2 separate regions of the Arachis hypogaea genome follow, and region 1 is linked to region 2. The links are chromatin contacts, called in public Hi-C maps. All regions are on one chromosome and are shown on one strand. Each heading gives the region's core, a stretch centred on a gene start, on an enhancer-like site or on the middle of the called end of the contact. The rest is flanking DNA. Distances are from core to core; before and after follow the strand shown. Region 1 holds the start of LOC112750874 (transcription repressor KAN1). Region 2 holds the start of LOC112750873 (purple acid phosphatase 17).

Region 1 (6,494 bases), core at 432-2,931, 170 kb after region 2:
AAAAATCAGATTCATGAATCATCGTTAAGTAGAAAATAAAACAATTTAACTAAAAGAATAAGACAATTCACTCTTAGCGAGATGAAAAGTCATAAACTGTAAATACACCCAAACTTTCCTAAAATATACCCAAATATTCCTGATTTATACCCAAACATCTGATATAAAATGCAGAAAATTTATCAGAACTAGTACATTAGATTCAATTCAAACAAGGAATAATGAACAGCAAATTTCACAGGCAAGATTCACGCATTATTCAGCTACACAATCATAAACTACTAAATGGATTCAAATTCAGATTCAATTATTAACTGGAATTAAACCACACCTCAGGAACTTCATTGGATTTAAATTCAAAATTCACATTGCTCTAGTTCAATTGACAATCTGAATTTGAATAATCCATTATCTTCAAAACGGTTTCAGAGCTTGATTTCAGAAATAATGAAAAACGAGAAAAACGAAGAAAGAGAACAGAGAGAGAAACTTACATAAACGGTGAAGGAGAAGGCAGAGAGAAACGCACGAAAGAAATCGAAGAGAGAAGGCAAAGAAAACGTAGAAGAAATTCGAAAAAGGAAACGAAATCCTTTCGAAGAAGGAAGTTATATATTCGCGCATTGATTGATTGAAAAATCTGTTAAGGAGACGTGTGAAACATAAGTGCCATAAGAGGCGCGTTTTAGGGATAAGGGATATTGAAAACTTGTAAGATTTGTATAGTGAAAAGGCTTGTATGTGGAGATTAGTTGAAAGTTTTATTTAGTTTCAATGTAGTTTTGCTGTGAAGTCAATATTAAATAATTAATGAAATTCAGTTTTTAGATATAGAAAACTTATATAACCAAACTCTTTGGTTGCTAAGGGGAGTTCCTCGCGGTAGAGGTAACGATGGCTTTGTCCTCGTTATCACTGGCGAACTTTCTTGCGAAAAGTAAGTTCTGTTCTCCATGTGCTTGAACCAAGGCTAGTAGCTCGCGATGATGCATCCGCTGCTGATTTTGTGCCTCTCGAGTTTGTACATCTTCTTTAGGGAAGGACATAAGGTTTGGTGGAATGGTGACGTTAATTATTTAACATTGACTTTATGACAGAATTACATTGAAGTTAAATGAAACTCTTTTGATTCAAATAGGACACTTTAAACATTAAAAACAAAAACAGAATTAGACTCAAACATTAGAAACTAATTTAATATTTTACCCTTTTATAATGACTTGATAATATATTAAGAGTCATTTAGACTAATGACAGAGATCATTTAAACCAATTGCTTAAAGATAATTAGAGATTAATTAAAAATTTTTAAATTGTAAACATATTTTATTCTTTGGATAAATAGTTAGATATCGATAACGATATTTACTTTATTATTTACTTATTGTCAAACTTTTGATAAATAAATAAATAATAAATTTAGATATAGCAAAATTCAACCCGTCCTGTACGGGGCAAAGAAGTAAGGAAATGAGAGAAAAAATTGTACAAAACTTTGTAGGCAGCACCACGCCGTTGCATCAGTTGCAGTGTTTTGCGTGTATTGTATTGACTATGCAGATAAAAAAAAATGTGTTAAGTTACTAGTTACTAGTTAGAAAAGGAAAGAAAAGAATTGTTGGAGTGTCACTTTCCTACATATACTCTCTACTTAGTTACCACCACTCTCTCTCTCCTCCCATTCAATTATTTATTTTTAATTTTTTGTTTATTTATATTAATTAATATATATTATTATGAACCACCACCACACATCTTTCTTCTCTCTCTTCATTCCCCTTATTATTAGTCCTTATTGGAAGGATGTCTGTTTTGTGAACCTCATCATAAAAAAAAAGGGCCTTAGCTTAGCTTGTTGTTTCTTTTTATTCCATTAATAATACTTAGCCTTTAAATTTGTTTTCTAATACTTAGATATATGTATTTTGTTGATATCCCCCACTTATAATAATTAATATTCCATTATTATTCTCTATATATGTAGCTTTTGTGTTTGTTCGTTCTTTCTTTCTTTCTCTTATATATATACCCTCCTCAATAATCACAGTAACAGTAGAGAGAATAATATATAAACACCATCCACTAGCAGCACCAGCACCAGCAGCAGCAGATCGAAAGAATTGAATTGAATTGTTGTTTATTGTCCCTTAAATAAATTGATATATAGATATAAAAGCAGTATAGTGAGTGAGGAAAAGAAAGAAAGAATGGGTGAGAATGTGATTCCTGATCTATCACTGCAGATAAGCCTGCCAAAGAGTGCTCCACCATCAATATGCAATAATGAAGAAGAAGGAGATTGTGGAGGGTTTGATATATGGAGAAGTAGCACTACTACTAGTGATGGTGCTGAAAAATCACACAGTGATGGTTCCATTTCAATCCCTACTTTTCTTCATCATCATAAGAACATGGAGACACAACTCTCTTTAGCAGCACCTACAACCCCAACCCCTTCTGAAGCTGAAAGCCCTTGGAACAAATCATCATCATCAGAGCAAGTAGTAATTAGGCCTATCAATGGAATCCCTCTTTACAACAACAACAACAACAACACCAACACTCCTTCTTCGCCACTTTCAAGGTTTAATAATGCTATAACTATGGAGAGTCTAAGAACCCTTAATCACCATCACTTATTTGGGGTTATTGGGGGTGCTAACAACAACACTGACTTCACAAACGGGTTTGTGATGAGGTCTAGAATGTTCCCATCATCAACAACAACAACAAGGATGATGATTCATAGCAGCAAGAGGAACATGAGGGCTCCAAGAATGCGCTGGACTACCTCCCTCCATGCCCGATTTGTTCATGCTGTTCAACTCCTTGGCGGCCATGAAAGTATGTTACTCTCAAACCCCTCTTTAATTTCTCCTTCCATCAAACCCTTACTTACTTGATTAATAATTACTTACCTTCTCGATTCAATAATAGGAGCTACTCCAAAGTCAGTTCTGGAACTCATGGATGTCAAAGATCTAACACTCGCTCATGTCAAGAGTCACTTACAGGTACATACATCTTTATTAATATTAATTATTCTTTTTTCTCTACTTTTTCTCATACTAACACTTATCAAAAGAAGGTGTCTAATGTGTGGTGGCAGTGGAAACAGCTAATTTGATTGGTCTAGTAGCTAGTTCGCAAATTTATTTAAATAAGTGTCGAATTCTATTTTATACATGTAATAATTCATTAATCAATATGAAATTTAAAAAAAAAAAACTTCAAACCATAACATATTAGTCTTTAACCTATTAATTTGGGAATACCGGAAAAAGGGGCAGAGACTTCTAAGTATGCGGCACAAGAGCCGAGACATGCAGCAAATGAATGAAAGGGATGAACAGTTGAATCTCTTGTTTGAATTAGGGAACAGGACAAGTTCTACTTTTTTATCAAAGAGAAAAAAAAGAAACATAAAAAGTAGCCATCATTTCTCAATAATACAACCCAATTATATTACTTACCTGCTATGCACTATGCTTGCTTTCTTGTTACTTGTTAGTTGTTACTACTACTACTATTATTATTATTAAAAGATAAAATCAAACAAATTCCCAGAAAAATAAATAAATAATCCCAGAAACGAACTTATTTATTTACTTTTAATCTTTTTTAAATACTCATTGATATTATTGTTTATTGTTTCATTCCCCCCTATGTGTACTAATCTTTTTTGTCTTATTTTGGCTTCTGCAGATGTATAGAACTGTTAAGAATACTGACAAGCCAGCAGCTTCCTCAGGTAAAAAAAAAAAATTTAAAAAGTTTCATAATTTTATTATCATCATAACCTAATAAGCTAATAACACAACAATATATAATTAATTGAGTCCTTGATCTCCGGTCCAAATTTGAGTTTCTTCATTGCACTTTATTTAATTCATCTGAAGAAGATTCCCTAGCTCACTACTTTATGACTCGGACCCTATTCATTCATATTCATTTCAACCATTAAATAAAATAAATAATAATGTTCTGTCTTTAAAAGTTTATGCTAACAATGCAAGTATAGTAGTATTCCTCAATGTTTGTTTCAATGATTTCTGTAGTAATACTAAATATGGTGTTATATATGAAGCATCAGATGGAGATGAAGATTTCATGTCCCTAGCATCACCCATTAGTCAAAATAAGAACTTTTTACCAAATCAAAGAGGGCCCCCAAATAATAATAATGCATCTCTAGATCAAGATTTGGGATACAACACCACTACTGCTACTACTTGCAGCAATAAAAATCTATGGGGTAATTCTTCTTCCAGGTAATTAATTAATTAATTGATGTGATTCATTTCTTTCAATATTATTGTTGCATTGGTGTCAGTGTCGGTTATTATATCTTACAATATCTGCATGCTACATGGTATTGGATCCACTAGCTATATATGCCCCATATATGTATAATAATGCTATATTATAATAATTGATGCATGCATGGTGGAATTTAATAATTAAGTAGGGGAAAATCAGAACCCCAATTTCACCCTTTTTCTGAAGGAAAAAAAATTAAAAAAAAAAAAGTACTAGTTTTTCTCTGACAACTTTTGCTTTTCCTTTCTTTTCTCCACTTCTTCGCTGCTTTATTTCTGATGATAAAAATGGCCATGCATCATTTCGGATGATACTTCTTTTTGGTACACATTTTCAGCTTCTTTAAATGTGGTAGAAAGTGAAGGTTTTCTGAAACTAGATATATTTTTTATTCTTGTGATATAGTTGCAATTAAATATACAACTTTTGACAATCTATGTATATATATATTAGTACTTTCTTCAGATTAACATTCTACTTTTAGATGAATAATGTTCCATTTTCATGTTGATTTCTTTGTTTTTAACCTTTTTTGGCCACTTATAATTGTAAGTCTTAAATGGACTGGCTTGCCTTGAGTTTTGTTCAATAACTAACATTCTTAAAAGTATTCAATTTAAGGGCTTTCAAATCCATTTTTGATGTAATGTCACACTTTCGGTATTCTAGCTTTATCATGGGATTAATGCTCTTGGTACAAGTTTCTAACTCAAAGATTTATGTGGGTCAACTAATAGGACAAAATGGGGTACACACACCTTGGGTTGCAAAATCCAACTATGATTAACAATAACCATAAGAACAACATTTCTACATAGGAAAGGAAAAGCCAGCAAAGACAATTTCTAGTGGAAATTGAAGTTGCAAATAATGCACAGTGCTGCAAAAATTAGATGACCATTATATTATGAAAAAGTTTAGAGACTAACTACAGTATAAATTAATTAAATCAATTTTTTTAAATTTAAAAAATTAAAATAATAAAAGATTTTTTTTTATAATAAACTTATTTTTAACTAGTTAATTGAAGTTGGCTTCCTCTTGGACCTTAGTTTTCTAACATAGGGTAATATATATGTGACAAAATAATAATGTCCACTAAAACATGCATATGTACCTTGTCAGATTATGTTACAAGCTATCCCATTTTTGGAAATAATAATTTGACAACCAAACTAATTAACCTTATTAATATATATACTCATTGATATGTATTATGTATGTTAATTAGATAACTTGTTTTTATATTTGATTGGTAATTTGCACAAATAGTATATAATAATTTTAGTTTAAAATGCTGATAATTTTTTAAAATAAATTATATCTTTTATTTAAATAGAAAAATCAAGAATAAAAGATAAAGTTAGAAAAGAAAATAACTTGCATCATAGTAATTGTCTAAAAAACGTTGTTCATACTTAATATAAATAATGTTATGCCATTTTGCTTATTGAAGACATAAAACTGTATACATGGGTGACTGTGAAATCATATAATATTTGATAAAACAAGATATGATGACAATATAATTACTACACTTTTTAGGTTGCTCTATCTTGTAAATCCTAGCCTAGCTACAACTAACATACTAGTAATAATGCTAGTCCATAATAATTGAGTTGGATGGACTCAGATCAGCTTTGACTAAGTGGGGAAATTTCTTCGGTTCTCTAAATTTGTACTGCCTAAAACGTTCTTTCAAAGTCAGAAGACAGGTAGTAACCTTGAATGTAGTGTTTTTGTTTGGTACACAATTTATTTATTCAAACAAGACTATCACTTACTACAGATTTAAATTCACTTACCTCAATGGGGAGAGGCCTTTTTTATTATATATAATACTTTTTTTTATAGAAATATAGAAATTACCAAGACCCAACAATACAAATGCAAGATATATATTGTGGAAAAATATAGATGTTTTAAAATGTAGCACCATAATTAATTAGACTGTTGGTTTTTTTACAATGTAACTCAATATATAGTATATTTTTTGACCTTGACAAATAAAAAAAAATGGTTGTATTTTTAATTTATAGATAACAGAATTAAAGGTCCGTAATTCGTTACGTTTTTTTCTTAAATTAAAAACTTTAATTGACTCTCTCTCATGTATTCTTTGTAGTTAAAATGATATTATTATTATTATTATCTATTCAATTATTTTGGTTTTG
Region 2 (7,291 bases), core at 652-3,151:
TCTGTTATTAGTCTAAGCAGTCCCGACACCTCAACAGGTCACCGTTTACATCATTACTTGAATGGTTGAAGGCTCTGATTAGGAATTTTTGAATTGTGAAAAAAAGCTGCTTTGTTCTTTAAATAAATAGTAAAGAACCGAAAAGAGCATTTACTCTAGATAAAAGCTATTTCTCTCCATGCGACGACATCCAATTGAGTGTCAGTGTGTTAAAAGGCTTAGATAAATAGAGGATAACAAAAAATACCTGCATCTACAATAAATGACCTTAGGCAAAGCCATCTGCAATCAATTTCCCTAAGGAAAGGGCTCAACTGGGCCTCAGCATCCCCCCTATAGTCATGGTTTCCCAACACTGCAAGCCAATTTATGATTTAATTAATCAATCATCATATGTAAGGTCTATAGCATAATAAAACTCTAATCCCTTAATCAGTAACTTGAACTTACCAGCGTACCACTGTTTTTGTAGGCTCTTAGCAGTGTAGATTTTGGTGAATGATTCCTCAAAGAATGGATCATGATCACTAGTTAGGCCATTGTCATAGAAATTGTCTCCAGTTGAAATCACAAAATCAATGTCAAGCTTCTCTCCTATTTCCCCCATCTACAAAGACAACCAACTTCCTTTTCTTAGCTATAATTATAATTTGCTCATAGACAACTTTAATGGAGTATTTTTGGAATATCACTTCTAATAGCTACAGAAAATAAACTGTTTTAAAATAAAAATTTGTATTGGAAATAACAAATGAAATGAAACTAGTCTCAATTTATAGACAGTATCATTGACAGAAAACTAATTAAATTTTGCTATTTTGTATAAGTATTTTTGTTCAGTTTTTTTAAATTCAAAATCAATTGAAACCAAATATTAGAGTGATAAATTACAAACTTGATCTCAAATTATTAGTTATGATATATGATTCCACAAATGTTGATAGTATTTTGTTGGATCCAAAATGAAATGAAAGGTAATATTAGAGATGCTCTATTAAAGATTAATCTTGCCACCAAAAAAATTATTATTCTATAATAAGAAATTTCTCTTAAGAAAATGGTGCATGCAGAATTGTTTTCTGCAAAATAACAATGTTCTAAGAATCTGCAATGATGTGAAGAACATAACATCAAGAAATTTGGATTCCTCAGGACGAGTACATTTATCATTTTAATTTTCGTAATTAAATTATCCGGCAATTCAAATAGTTTATCATAAATCATAATAGATAGGAACGAGAGAAAGAAAGAGTGAAATAATGGCAAACCTGGTAAGCAACTTCAGATTGGTTATATTCACCTCTTCTTCCCCAATCACCAACCACCAAAAAATCAAGAGAACCATCACTTTTACATGGTTGTGTAAATCTCTGAAGCTCTGCAGATGCATAAAGAACCCACAAACCAAAGCTAATAACAACAATAATCGTGAAGAGAAGAAAAGATTTAGACATGGTTATTGTGAGTCTTGAAACAAATGCAAAACCAAAGAGGAAAGATCACTCTGTTTTTGAAAAACGGTTGGTGTTTTCCTACATTTATATATATAACCAATCCTCAACGTAACCTGCTTAGAAGAATATTAATAATCAAGGTACTAAGTAACACAAATTAATGTTAGATCTTGTGAAACTGTGAAAGGGACAGCAATTGTAAGCCACTGGAATTTTTCTATTAACAGTTAATTCCAACTCAATTTTCAAGGAGCATATCTTAGTAATATTTTAATGTTTACTATATTTGGCAATTGACATTAGAATCAACTTGAGAGAAACTTGTAATATACTATTACTCGCATCACATTTTGTTAAATTTAGTGACATTGACATTGAGATATTGGTCTTCTTAGAAGTGAGAACCAATACAAAAGCAAAGAGTGATGTGTCATTCGGATTCAATAATGTGTTATGTGTGTGTGATGCATGATAGTTATATGTCAAAATCAGTTACTTACATAAAATATATATTAAAAATAATAAATTATAGATATTTTTATTCATAAATACATAATTATTATTTTTGGTATGTAAATAGTATTTTTGAATATTATTTATTGTTTTCACTTTTAATGGCAACTGCAAAAACCAAACAAGTGGTGCGGTTGATCAGGAAAATAACATGGGTTTGCGAATTGGGAGGTATTAGTTGGTTATATCTAGGGAATATGCCCAGCATAACTCTTTGCAAATGGATATTCCAACGAATATCCAATAACATATTCGCATATTTATATATAATAATAATCATTGTTGATTTTGTTTTTTTTTTTTTTAAATTTGTATTGTTTATTGAATTTAATTGGTTTAATTACTCTATTAATTCTCACTTATAAATTTTTTAAATTTGTAATTAGATTTTTATATTATTTTTTTAATTTAAATATTATATATCAACAAAATATTTGATCTAATAAATTATCACTATAAAAAATATAATAAATTTAGAATATTTATCTATTTTGGTCCTCAACAAATTTTGGACCAGATACTTTAGTCCTTAATTAAAATTAATTATTTGATTGATCTCTAACAATTAATTTTGTCAGTCACTTAGGTCCTTTGTTCCGTCAACTCTAACGAATGACAAAACAGTCCCTAAAAACTCTAAAAAGGGGTAAAATGGTCCCTAACCTCCTTTGTTCGAAAACGACACTGTTCTTCTCCAATTTCCATCATATCTCGCATAACACTAACAGTCTAACACTGTAACTTCAAGCTACACAATGCACACTCTGCAACTTCAATGTTCACAGAAAAAAAATCCTCAACTTATTCTCAACTAATTCATACTCAGGAAACTAATGACTACATCTCTCAAGTACTTGTCATCTTCGATGGATCCGATGAATCTAGACAGCAAGTCTGATTTGTTAAGACTCAGCGTCGTTGTCACCATCTCCCTCCTCCTCTGTCCTATCATCTCCATGGCCACATTATCCACCACTCCGATCGCTTCCTTCAACTTCTTCTGCGAAGCAATATTCAGTAATTATGTCAATTTTCATATGAGCAGTAACGGCGACATTGCTCGTTGTACTGATAGCTTGGATGCGAGGTCTAAGCTGTATGGCAACTTGGACTCTGAGAAAGAAGGAATGAAGCACTCGGAGTCTATTCCAAATGAGAATTTGCATATGATGTCGAAGAAAAATCTTCTCATGATGTTCTAATGTCCAACAATCTATATTGCTTGTCGAATAGTGGAGAAGGGCGTGCCCTTGGGGTAGTTGTGAAACTTGGTCTTGAGAATGTGGTGGATGTTGTCAAGGTTGGAAGTAATGCTGTTTGAGGATGTGGAGGTAGATACTTCTGGTGAGTGAAGTGCGAAGGAAGTGGGTATACCAGCCACAGAGATTTAGGAAGTGTGTGGTCCATGATATGTTGAGGTAGGTGCGACACGCGTGGCAGTTACACTATGGCTTGATCTTGGAGTTGAATAGGAAGAAGAAAAAGATAGAAAAGAAGACTGTGAAGGTGAAGAAGGAAAGTATGAATGTTAGTGTTATGCGAGATATGATGAAAATTGGGGAATAACAGTGTCATTTTCGAACAAAGGGGTCAGGGATCATTTTGTCCCTTGTTAAAATTGTTGGGGATCATTTTGTCCGTTATTAGAGTTGTCAAAGACCATTTTGTCTTTCGTTAGAGTTGACGAAGCCAAGGACCTAAGTGACTGATAGAATTAATTGTTAGGGATCAATCAAGTAATTAATTTTAGTTAGAGACTAAAGTATCTAGTCCAAAATTTTTTGACAATTAAAATGAATAAATACTTATAAATTTAAGTAAAATTTAGTTAATACGTGTTTTAAAGATACATGAAATTATTATTATTATTACTATTTTTTTTTTTGATAAATACAAAACAAGTAAGTGGTGTATGTGCTGCATTAATTATTGAGTTGAATTATCCAACATTAATTATTGAGTTGAATTATCCAACATGCATGAAGTGATAAACTAAACTATTTTGCCCATTTGTGTGAAAGGATAAAATTGGTGACCATTGGAGCAGCATGGATTTTCTGAAGCTTGATGGATTATCAATTAGATGCGCTACTCGTAACTTGGTTCAGTTTTCAAAGTACTGTAGTTCATTTTTTGGTGATTTTTTTTTTTTTTGGTGACTTAAGTACTGTAGTTCTAAACCAATTTAATCTAAACTTCGAATTATTTAATGGTGAATGCTATGGTGCCTAAAAGGTGGTGCCTATTTATTAAAAAAGGTTAAAAATCAATATTTAATTTAAAAGATATAAAAATAAATAATTTTTAAAAATTCAAAACCTACTACAAAAGAAAAGTTAGGCAAAATTTAGGCACCAAGTCATAGGCACCATAGAATTGGCCTTATTTAATTATGAAAATGAAATGTTGGGGAAACAAAAAGAAGTTTTGAGTAGTTTATTTAAAAAAATTAATGACTATTGTAAATGTGCCTAATTAATTGTGTACTAATTGATTACTAATCTTAAGTGATTGATCGATCTATTGTTCTCTAATTAATTATTTATTGATTTATTTTGACTTATCAACCCACTATGATTTACTGATCTACTGTCGAATTAATATTTATTTGGGTATTATTATCTTGATAAAAAAATTTTAATAAGTTTTTTTTATTTTTTAATGTGTTTGATAAATTTTTAGTAATAAAAATAAAAATACTAAAAAAATTAAAAAAATATCTTTTTTGAGAAGTTACAATTTACATCTTTTTTTAAAGATATATTTTTCTTTAAAAAAGATATTTTTTATATAATAAATAAACAAAAAAGTGTTTTTATATTGTTATATTCAAACATAATTGATATATAAAAAGATATTTTTGCATGAGATATCCAAACATAAAATTACTTTTACTTTTTCATAAGATCTTTTAAAAAAAGATAACTCGAAAAAAAAATTTCTTAGAAGCTTACCCAAACAAAATATTAACCTATTCTACTTAATTGACGAACACTCTTTTGACTGATGTCGACTATATATTCGACCCACCTTGACTCATTGACTAACTGCTAATCTATCAACTGATTATCCTGTGACTGACATCGGTCATCTGACTAACCTACCAGCTAAGCGTTGAAAAACTCGAACCAATCGATTAATACAGACTACTAAGCGACAGTTCGAACAATCCCAACTAACTAACCAACCGTCTTCCCAATCCGAGAAAAATAGCTAGACTAACTACCTTATGACCTACATTGACCTACCGATCGACCACCAACCTCTTGATGCTTTATCACAATGTCCCTGACCTATTTAGACCTATTACTGATTGACTTTGGCCAACACAAATAACTAACCAACATTGGTAATCTCGACCGATCATTGAACAACACTTACTGACTTAACCTGGCAAATCATGATCGACTGATGGACGTCTTCAAAATATACAAGTCGACTATCATTACCCATCTTTAAAGTAGCGTTTGGAAGAGAGATAGAGACTGAGAGACTGAGATTGGGAGATAGAGACTAAGGCTCCGTTTGGTTGATGTATAGGATGAGACATAAACACAAAGACACAGACATTAAAGACATAGACATAAAATATTTGTGTCTATGTATTGTGTTTGGTAAAAATAATGAACAAGACACAAATATTTGAAAAAGACTGAATTACCCTTCATTTAACCACAATTTTATCAACACCACTACACACCCATCGCCTCAAACGCTACATATATCATTACAATTAAATTTTTATTTCTTTTCGTATTTTTTCCTTCTAATATCATCTCAAATTATCATTCAAATATTAAATATACAGTTTTTTTTGAAAAAAAAATAGAAAACCAAAGCCTAAAATTTATCAAAGATTAATTAAAATTTAAATAAATAAAAGGTTAAATGTATAATTTTTTTTTTGAAAAAAATGGGAGAACAAATTTGGTTGTAAAATCTAAAAGAGAAAGTAAAAAAAGAAATATTTGAAGAGATAAGAGGATAAATTTTGAAAATTTAAAAATTGAATAAGGATAAAAGAGTAAAAAATTAGTGTCTTACAAGTTGTGTCTCAGTGTCTCATCAAATTGGAGGTACACAAATTTAGTGTCTCCGTGTCCATCCGTATCCTCCCGTGTCCATCAAAAATTTATGTCTTACCAAACCAAACAGCAGACATGTGTCACCGTGTCCATGTCTCATTGAGACATGGACATCAACCAAACACTACCTAAGAGACTGAGATTGTGAGACAGAGACTAAGAGATAGAGACTAAAATAAGTTTTAGTATTATGTTTGGTGTAAAGTGAGAGACAGAGACTGAAATAAGAATGAAACTCTAATTTAATTTACACAAAGGGTAAAGTTGAAATTAATTAATTGAAATTGAGGTATTTTAGGTATAAAATGTTATTAAAATTTCAATCTCTGTCTCTAAAAAATTCAGTCTTCTGTGTCTCCATTTTTTAAAAGTACTAAAATACTGAAATTTTAGTACTAGTTTTTAGACCAACAAATATAATACTAAATTTTAGTGTCTCAATCTCCGTCCTAATATCTCAAAATAAATGCTACCTAATTACCTACCAACCAATCTTTACAGACTCTTTTGGGTTATGAAATTCTTGACTCACATATATAGGATTGATATTATTGACAACCCTACATATTTTTTTATTTAATTTAATAAAATCTTTAATATTTATTACAAGAACGTTAGATGTTAATTTTTCTAATTTCATAATAAAAATTAAATATTGAGACACAATTTATTTCGAATAACTTATAATTTCGTGATATTATTTGGGATAAAACAAAAACTAATTTCATCAATATATAGTGTGTTGTTTGTAAGAAATAACAAAAATATGGATAAAATTGAATTATCTGCATATCTATTCATTCACTGTGCTATATTGTATGCATAGAGAAAGAATAAAGTGCGTGGGAGTAGAAGATAGATACATCTCATTATAAAGTATAAACCACCTAACACTACACAGTGAAGTGTACAATTATGAAGATTGTGGAAGAAAATTGGCTTTATGTTTGGGTTTTTGTTACTTTCGGGATGATAAAGGTTGAAGACGCATCACGCATGTTTGAAGAGAAATTGACGAATAGAAGGAGCAGATTGGGAAAAATGATACTGGGAGGAGTCTCAAAACTCATAAGATTAGCATGAAGCTTCTTTCTTTCATTCATAAAAAAGGGGATTAGCAACGATGTGAAGGTGAGAAGCAAGGAAACAAATTAAAGGCATTGCAATGGACTGGGTACTCTGCCTCGGAGGAGGACCGAACCAGAGTGAGATGTTTCTTGGTTTGAAAAGAAAGAGAAG

The links. A called contact is a pair of places that touch in the nucleus more often than the background predicts.
Region 1: a contact with region 2 is called in a Hi-C map of an unstated tissue, with 4 times the contacts expected there. The contact joins the promoter of LOC112750874 here to the promoter of LOC112750873 in region 2. A contact is called at or near these places in 3 of 8 Hi-C or Micro-C datasets (leaf and an unstated tissue).

Annotation. Positions count from the first base shown.
Region 1 is chr15:138,749,158-138,755,651 of arahy.Tifrunner.gnm2.J5K5, forward strand. LOC112750874 (transcription repressor KAN1) reads left to right here and starts at 1,682. Exons shown (of 6, transcript XM_025799779.3): 1 at 1,682-2,844; 2 at 2,938-3,014; 3 at 3,706-3,751; 4 at 4,088-4,271. The coding sequence starts at 2,208.
Region 2 is chr15:138,577,579-138,584,869 of arahy.Tifrunner.gnm2.J5K5, forward strand. LOC112750873 (purple acid phosphatase 17) reads right to left here and starts at 1,902. Exons shown (of 7, transcript XM_025799778.3): 1 at 1,269-1,902; 2 at 451-607; 3 at 248-355. The coding sequence starts at 1,454.